Linked DNA regions of Mus musculus: regions 1 and 2 are each linked to region 3. Evidence: chromatin contacts called from public Hi-C and HiChIP or PLAC-seq data. All regions are on one chromosome and are shown on one strand. The core of a region is the stretch at or near the end of the contact, and the rest is flanking DNA. Distances in the headings are between cores, read along the strand shown.

Evidence for each region. A called contact is a pair of places that touch in the nucleus more often than the background predicts. HiChIP or PLAC-seq counts read pairs in DNA pulled down with a chosen protein or histone mark.
Region 1: an H3K4me3 HiChIP or PLAC-seq map of the 230-238 cell line shows a contact between it and region 3, with 27 read pairs. The contact joins the enhancer-like site here to the promoter of Fam78b in region 3. A contact is called at or near these places in 1 of 39 promoter capture datasets (pre-B cells), 2 of 15 datasets of contacts at CTCF or cohesin (the NIH/3T3 cell line and large pre-B cells), 4 of 484 Hi-C or Micro-C datasets (the 63-12 cell line, the C10 cell line, the N1E-115 cell line and 1 more), 5 of 115 datasets of contacts at active chromatin or transcription factors (the 230-238 cell line, bone marrow-derived macrophages, cardiomyocytes and 1 more) and 3 of 9 other capture datasets (adipose tissue, embryonic stem cells and liver).
Region 2: a contact with region 3 is called in a Hi-C map of the N1E-115 cell line, with 2.9 times the contacts expected there. The contact joins the enhancer-like site here to the promoter of Fam78b in region 3. A contact is called at or near these places in 3 of 39 promoter capture datasets (hippocampal neurons, neural stem cells and pre-B cells), 1 of 484 Hi-C or Micro-C datasets (the N1E-115 cell line), 4 of 115 datasets of contacts at active chromatin or transcription factors (embryonic forebrain, forebrain, large pre-B cells and 1 more) and 4 of 9 other capture datasets (adipose tissue, embryonic stem cells, liver and 1 more).

Annotation. Positions count from the first base shown.
Region 1 is chr1:166,818,343-166,821,042 of GRCm38.p6, forward strand. No RefSeq gene overlaps it. Among named protein-coding and RNA genes, the nearest start is that of Gm33404, 35 kb to the right of the region's middle. Within about 2 kb of position 1,254, at least 60 of the 459 cell types and tissues checked have an H3K27ac peak or open chromatin away from gene starts, as enhancers often do. A contact at or near this core is called in the 230-238 cell line, the 63-12 cell line, adipose tissue and 2 more, where this site is marked.
Region 2 is chr1:166,842,421-166,845,207 of GRCm38.p6, forward strand. No RefSeq gene overlaps it. Among named protein-coding and RNA genes, the nearest start is that of Gm33404, 11 kb to the right of the region's middle. Within about 2 kb of position 1,366, at least 41 of the 459 cell types and tissues checked have an H3K27ac peak or open chromatin away from gene starts, as enhancers often do. A contact at or near this core is called in the N1E-115 cell line, embryonic forebrain and neural stem cells, where this site is marked.
Region 3 is chr1:167,000,012-167,002,711 of GRCm38.p6, forward strand. Fam78b (family with sequence similarity 78, member B) reads left to right here and starts at 1,406. Exons shown (of 3, transcript NM_175461.4): 1 at 1,406-1,817. The coding sequence starts at 1,555.

The DNA.
Region 1 (2,700 bases), core at 4-2,503, 180 kb before region 3:
TAGTGTGGGACTAGAGGCATGCACTACCATACCTGGCAGATGTGTGTGTGTGTGTGTGTGTGTGTGTGTGTGTGTGTGTATGTGTGTGTGTGTGTGTGTGTGTGTGTGTGTGTGTGGTGTGTCCTCCTGTGTGTGTCTCTATGTGTGTGTATACCTGTTCATATGATTACATGTATGTGCATGTGTATGGTATGCATGTGTGCTTGTGTGTACCTGTGCATGTGAAGGCTAGAGGAGGACCTTAGTCCATTCCACAGGAAGCTTTGTTCACTTTGTTTCTTTCTTTGTTTGAAGGGTCTCTTACTGACCTAGAACTCTTCCAGAGTGGCTAGGCTGGCTGCTAAGCCAACCTCAGGGATCTTCCTGTCTCTGCTTCTCCATGCTTGGGTAATACGCATGCGCCCCATGCCTGGCTTTTTCACATGGATTCTGGAGATTGGACTCAGGTCTTTAGGCTTTTGCTGTAAGCTTTCTTCACCCACTGAGCTCAGTAACGGCTGCCTCACTGCCTCGATGCCTCCCTGCCACTTCCTGTGTGGTGTTGAAACTGATTAGCATTCGAATGTGCAGTTAGACCACAGTTTATCCAGGCTCCCATTGCCAGACACTTGTACTTCTTACTATATATTGGCTAAAATAACTTTTGCACACCTAACATTTTTACATATGTACATTTTAATCTACAGACAAGATTCTAGAGGAAGGTCTGGTGCATATGTAGTTTTCCTCACTATGAGCAGCTCTCCCCTTATAGAATTCCAGTCTGTGATTTGTGGCACTTCTTCCTGTGTCCAGAACCTTGCCAATGGTGTGCTGTTTAATGTGGATTTTGACACACACACACCCTTCACTACTAAATCTACAAAATCATTTCCTTAGCTGGACCTTTTTCTAGCTTTTCTAGTCTGTTTTATGGTCTGTTTGTCCACTCAGATACCCACATCCCACTGTTTTCATTACTGAAGTTGTAGAACGCCATTGCTCTTGAGAAGAGGCTAATTTGCCCTCACTAATGTTTGTCCTCAGAAACGCCCTTGGTCGCTCCAGTTTGTCTAAGTTTCCGTGTGAACTTCAGAACCAGCTTTCTTGGTTTGTGGACAACTGGATTAAATTTACAAACTAAAGAAAGTTGGCGTCTTTGTGACTTTTATTCTTCCTCAGAGCACGGCATATTACTTGCATCTGCTGGGCTCCAGTCTTGTGTGGCTTGCGTCATTTCTGATCTCACACCAACTGCTGTACAAAGGCCAGGAGATGACGGATAGCAAGTTAGAGTGACAAACAGGAAACAGATTTGTCTGTGCAAAAGTCAAGGGGCTTCTGTATTCTGGCCGCACAGGAAGGGTTAAGATTATACCCCGAAGGAAAAAGGAGGAGAAAAACATTGTCTCAGCTTGATGCTTCCTGTTGGCTATTTCAGTCCATTCTCGCTTTACAGATCATAACAAGGCCATGAGAAAGAATGCCCTTGGGATTAATTTACCCAGAACTGCAAACCACGGGTTACCATATGCCTCACACAGGAGCTTCAACAAATGCTAGAGGTTATAGTGTTAATGAATATGAAAGTGAAGAAAATATCATATATATGAAGTCAATTGTCAAATATCTTAGAATTCACAATTCAACCCTCTGTCAGCCGGCTTCTGAAGCCCGGACTGGATACTGTCTGATTCTCTCCTGGGGAAGTTCTCTTAGGTCAGTTCGCTTTGACAATGTTTATCAACCATCTGCTCTAAAAACCTTGAATATTAAACTCCCATTCCTGAAGTTATGCTAGGGAAAGCGTAATAATTTGTAAATTAAAAAAAGACGGTCATGTCACGTGAGCATGAGAGACGTAAAGGAGATGTCAGCTGATGTGACAGATTCCAGGAAGGCGTAGAGTGAGGTGAGTTCCAGGAGCCTTACTCAGTGGAGTAACAGCTGTTGGGCTCAATCCTCTCCTCTGTGTCCCCTCTCTTCCAGTCCCTGGCTCTCTCATCCTTCTCTCCTCTCCATTTCTCTCTGCTTGAAGTTCTCAGGCTGGCTGTTCTGGGAGCCCAGGCTGACATGGTAGCTCCAGGATTACCCACCTCACCTGGGTTCTCTCCAAGGAACTTCTGATGAGTTATGCTTCAGCCTCTCTCAGCAAGGTAGCCAAAGGATGGAGGGGGTGTATGATAAGTAGGATCCCTCACCCAGCCCAATACCTGTCCCCTAATCACATGGCTGAAGTCCAGGAAGAGCAATGGTTCATTTGCTGAGGGCTTAACCTTTGAGTAGTGCTGGGGACAAAGAAGCAGACACGGCAATGGTAGAAGTAAATGGGAACCCAGCCCCTCTCTGGGCTATCATGCAGACACTTAAAAATGCCTCTCAATATTAATATGACATAATAACGTGGGGAGGGGTGGTGAGGTGGTTGTTCTTCTAGAGGACTCAGGATTGGTTCTCAGCACCCACCTGATTGGAACTCCAATTCCAGAAGATCTGCTCTCCTCTTCTAAGCTCTGCGGGCGCCAGGCACTCACATAGTATACAGACACATGTGCAAGAAAAACACTGAAACACATAAAGTAAAATAAAAATTATAAACAAATGACATGGGAAAATGTTATTTCGTGGTAATAGATGAAGAATATACAGTAGCCGACTGTATGAATACAGTTCTGTAAAATCTAGGTGTAAAATCGGAACAGTGAACATACTAAACTTTAA
Region 2 (2,787 bases), core at 116-2,615, 160 kb before region 3:
ATCCCTTTTAGCAGTATGGTGGTATGTGTCCCAGGAGTTTACTTCATTTCAGGTCCCTAAGACATGCAATTTGGGATTCATCTAGCTGAGAAAGAAGGCCAGAATCTTTTAAATTCAGGTCCCCAGGATGTTCCTATATGCACTAAGAACTTACTGGTAGATTAAGACAATAGGGCACAAGCTACCTAAACCTCAAGAGCTTTACATTCATGTGATATACAGCATTTCCTCACAGTTGTAACTCGCACATACTAAGCAGTTTGGCATGATACCAAACAGGCTGGATGCAAACACACAGGAAGATACAAAACGACCTGCCGCGGGGCCAGAATCTGTGCAGCAAACGCCAAGTACCAGAAAGACTCCAGAGAGAGATGAGTCTTAAAATGAGAAATAGTCTCTTAAGAAAAAGTAGACAGGTTTTTTTTGTTTTTGTTTTTTATGGAAATGGGGGAGAGATTTCAGAACAACTTAAGTCTTAAACTCAATCAAGTACTGAAATCCTAGCAGTTTATGAGCAGTCTAATATTCTGGTGAGGAACAGGTTGGAGATGACCAGCTGCCATTCCTGTCTCCACTCGAGGAGAGGACTGCTATAGCATCTGAACATATGCCCTTTAATCCCTAGTTTATAAATACTCACCATGCCTGGTCTGCTCCCAGGCTGCCATACTCAATATCAACCAACGTTTTACATGGATATTGGTAGAACTATCAATACAGATAAAGTCACACGAATTATAACAGATAAGGAATAGATAACAGAAGGGAAGCAGAAACATCAAATAGCAGGTGAAGCAACCTCTGTGCTTTCCTTCCTAGCTATACTCTAAGGCATTCTTCACTCGGGGATGAAGGGGGAATTCTCTTAAAGTTAGTGAGTGTCACATAAAGGGAAACACAAAACCTGAAAAGAATAGGGAAAGGCAAAAAAAAAAAAAGAATAGGGAAAGGCTTCATAAATACACATCTGGCACCAAGGAGTTAAGCAACCAACCGCCTGTACTTTGGAAGAAAAAAAAAAAAATCAAAGGACGCAAGTTAAGAATCTGCTGTGTCAGTAAGAGCTTAGAGAGGAAGAGAGAGAGAGAAGGGGGAGGGGCGAGTCACGGGAGAGATTAGGAGAACAATAAGGACCTTTTCCTTTTACACCTGCCCCAGCGTCAAAGAGAAGAGTGGGGCAGATACAAGCCCGCTGACAAATGGAAGGCACATTAGCTAACGATTAGCAGAAAATGATCTACATGCTAAGCTTTACTCAGTGAAAAAGAAGGACAAGAAGCCAGAGACGATTAGGAGCTGCTGCGACAGCATCAGAAAGCCATAGGAGAGCAAGTGCCAGAAGCCGGGGAGGGCTCTGGCAGCTGGAAGGCAGCACATTAGCAGGGCCCCGGCTTCCTAGAGCCTAGGGAATTGGTAATAAACCTGGACTTGCCAAGGCTGTCTTGTCAGATGGAGCGGCACGGTGGGGCTTCAGGGGGCTGCAAAAGTGTGGTTCCAAATTTCTCCAGAGGCCCAGGAAACTGTGGATGGTGCCAAGGAGTGAGACTATTTCAAGTGCATCTGTGTGGATGCACAGTGCGCAGAAATACATGTGAACACACACTAACCGACACGGAAGGCAAGGCTAGCCCATTTCTTAGGGCAAAGTACACTGCCTGTAAAATTCATGTCTCCATACGTTGAAACGACTTCAATGACAAATCAGTCTCACTCCAGAACTCTTACAGAGTAAGTTCTGTTGTCTGTCACTACTACCATGGTTGAAATACTTACCTTTAATAATCAAGTGCCACACTGGAGTTAAGCATGCCACATGCACTCATTTCATTCACCTCTCAAAACAACCTTATGCTTAGTGTCATTTTAAAGTTCAATGACTTTCAGTGATCTTTAAAGTGCTACCACTTACATAGGAACAACAGAGGAAGAAGGTCTTCCCAGATCAGTCTGCCTTAGAGTAAACTTCAGTCTTAGCATTTGTTCATAGCAAGAACCAAAAACTGTCCCTTTACCTCCCATCGCATAACACACATTCGTGATGTGGGGGTTAAGTGGGATGCCACTGTGAGCCCCCTAATGCCACATAGGTTGCACCTCTGTTAGAACAGAAGCTTAGAATTTTCCGGCTGAGTTTAAATCCCTCTATAGCCGAGATACTTTGACATCCATGTAATCCTCAACTTCCTCAAGTACGAATAAGGAAATCACGCATGGCACACATGATCGTTGTAAACTCCCAACTCCGTAGATAGCTAGCAGCATTGTAAGTCTAGGATTTCATCCTCATTGTAAACTGACCTCACTATAACCACATGAAAACTAATCCGTGCACTGAAAAGATGACCCAGTGGCTAAAAATCTGCTGCATAAGCGTAAAAACCTGAGTTCAGATTCCTAGCACCCACTGGTGTGAAGCTGGGTGTGGTAATGGACATTTGTAACCTCAGCACTGGGAGGCAGAGATAGGGGGATCCTGGGGTCTTGTTGATATGAGTGGGGGGAAGGCTTATGGAGGTGGGGGTAAATCTGGGAAGATTAAGAGAGGGAATTGCTGGTGAGCATGCTCAAAGTACATTGCATGAAATTCTCAAAGAATTAGTTAATTTTTCATAAGGTTAAAGTGGAGAGCAACTCAGTGATGACCTCTGGCCTCTGCATGTATTCTCATGAGTGCATGCATGTATACACCCGGAAGCACACAGTTCCAATCCCAAGTGGTCAGCCCTGAGACCAAGAGAAAGCTGCTCTCCGTGAAATAAAGTATCGCATGGTCATTGATCACTT
Region 3 (2,700 bases), core at 156-2,655:
GGTTCTATAAAGCCCTGAACTTCTGTTTGTATTTAACAGGCCTTAGGTAAGACTGGGAGGGTAGCTAAGCGTTCTAATCTACCTAGATGATTCCACTAAGTACAACTTGTCTAAAGACACAAGACATTCAAAAGGCAGTGTTTCCCAAGGAGCTCCAACAACCCCCCCCCCCAACACACACACACACATACACACTGTGTGTTGTTCTGATAAGAGTATTTTCAGAGATTGTGGAGGGGTGATATGAAAACAGGCCATGAGTAGACTGAGCTGGTGCCTCGACTAACACTGGCATTTGGGGTGATTTTGTGTCAGCCTCCAATGGGATTTCTCAGGTTTCACTCTCAATACTGTGGTGCAAAAAAATAAAATTAAATTAAAAAATAAAGCTTCTACTAGACTAAAGGAAAATGCGGACCAGTGAACGAGGTAGTAAATCTATTTCGTGGCACTGCTGGAGGTCACACCCAACTCTAACAAACTATATCACAACGATACATCTCAGCTGGAGCTGATTCTCCAACATCTCTCCTCCCGCAGCCTCACCGTACCCCACTGTGGTTCCCTCTATACTCTGAACCGCGCCGCGCCCTCCCGGCCCCACCCATCCCAATAAGCAGGGTCCCGCTTCTACACCCCACTATCACCCGCGGGGCGCCACCTACCGGGGTCCCGGCCCCGCCCAACCCCACGTGCCGCGCCCCGCCCGGGAGCTAGCGGCCCTTTAAACACCCCCACCCTTGCACACTACCCCCCCCCCCGGACGGCAGCCGAAGAGGGACAAACTCATGGCGTACAGCCAGTCTCTTCCGCGGAGCTTGTCCCCCGTAGCCCTAGCCCGCTGGGCTCTCCGCCCGGGGCTACGGTCCCCTGGCGCCCCCCACACGCCCCCGCAGCCGGATGCGGGAGTGTGGGCGCTGTCCGGCTCCAGGGCGGGGCGGGAGGGAACACGGACTCCGCCGCCGCCGCCTGCCTCCGCCTGCCGCTCGGGCCGCCCGCTCGCCCGCCGCTGGGTGCGCTGCACGCGGGGGGCAGCCGCGGTGCAGCAGAGGTTCATGCAGCGGCGGCGGCGGCGGCGGCTGCTGCTGCTGCCGCCGCGGAAACAGACAAACCGGGCGCTGCCGCCGCCACCCTCCCGCAGCTCCATGCCGCCGCCGCCGCCTCCTCCTCCTCCTCTCCGGCGAAGGGCGGGGGGCTCCGGCCCGGGGTGGGCACCACTCCTCGCAGCGCCGCTCCCCTCCCTGCCCTCCGCCGGGGCACGGGAGCCGGAGAGAGCGCCCGCCGCCTCCTAGGAGCGCACGCTCCGCGCGCCCTTGCTGGAGCGAGGAGGCGGGCGTGGGCGGGCGTCGGGGCAGCCGCGACCCAGCGCGCGGAAAGGGGAGGGGGCTTCCCCGGAGGATGCCCCGCGGCGGCGGCTCCTCGCTCTTAGGCGCTAGCTGAGCTGGACCGGGAGCGAGCGGCGCGTCGCCATGCCGGCGTGACGGGTGCCCGCGGCTGCCCGCGCCGGGCCCCCGCGCTGCCCCACGCCGCGCCGCGCCGGCGCCGGGCGGCAGGATGGGCTGTATCCAAAGCATCACCTGCAAGGCGCGGATCCGGCGCGAGAACATCGTGGTGTACGATGTGTGCGCCACCATCGACCAGTGCCCCACGCGCATCGAGGAGACCTCGCCCATCGTCCTGCGCTACAAGACCCCTTACTTCAAAGCCTCGGCCCGTGTGGTCATGCCCCCCATCCCCCGCCACGAGACCTGGGTGGTGGGCTGGATCCAGGCATGCAACCAGATGGAGTTCTTCAACACCTACAGCGACCTGGGCATGTAAGCGACCGGCCACGCCACGCGGCGCGGGAGCGGGGTCCTGGCCCCTTTCTCCACTCTCCATTCTGAACCCCCTCCCCAACCCCTCTTACCGTTGCCCCCATCTCTTTCCGAACCTTCCTCCTGCCTCCCCACCCACCTCCCTCCTCCCTGCGCTTTTGTTTCAGTGACAGGGCGGGTGACGGGAGGCTCCTCGCGAAGGCATTTTCTCGTGCTTTGCTTCTGACTTCCTCGGAGAGGCGAGGAGAATAGTGAGGGGCAGGAAGAACGCGACTGGGAGGGTACAAGAGGCAAAGATAGGATGATTGGCGATTGTCGTGGGAGTTTGGGGGCGCAGTCTGTATTTGTGGGTCTCCCTGGGAAGTTTGGGGAGAGGAGTGGAGTCCCGGGGGCGCATGGGCTGTGTCGTGCGTCTTTTGGAGAAAATCAAGCTGGCTTGGAAGAGAAGGTCCAGGGTGTAGGAATGGGAGTTAGAGGTTCTGCCTTTGCTTCCCAGGCCAGCGAGCCTAAGGAGCATCTCTGCCTGGAATCTCCAGCTGGGCAGAAAGCCCCTCTAGCTATGCGCCCTGAGGACCAATTCTGGGGCGGTGGGGAGCTGGAAGGCACCGGATGCTCCCGGGCCAAGAGAAACTGGTGGCCTTGTGCTAGCCTGGTGTAACACGAGGTGTTTCTTAGGCTCAAGGAAAGGATGAGACACTTCATCTGTCTGGGGTCTTTACTTTTCAAAACTTTCCTAATTGCGGCGCTGGAAGGGATTCCCAGGCGCCCACCGCCTATCCAGTCGGCTGGCTGGGAGCTCTCCAACTTCCTTCAGCAGCGCCGGTTAGAGCGCGCTGAGGGTTTGGCAGCTGCGGTGCACCTAGATCGCCAGGGCTCTGCGGCC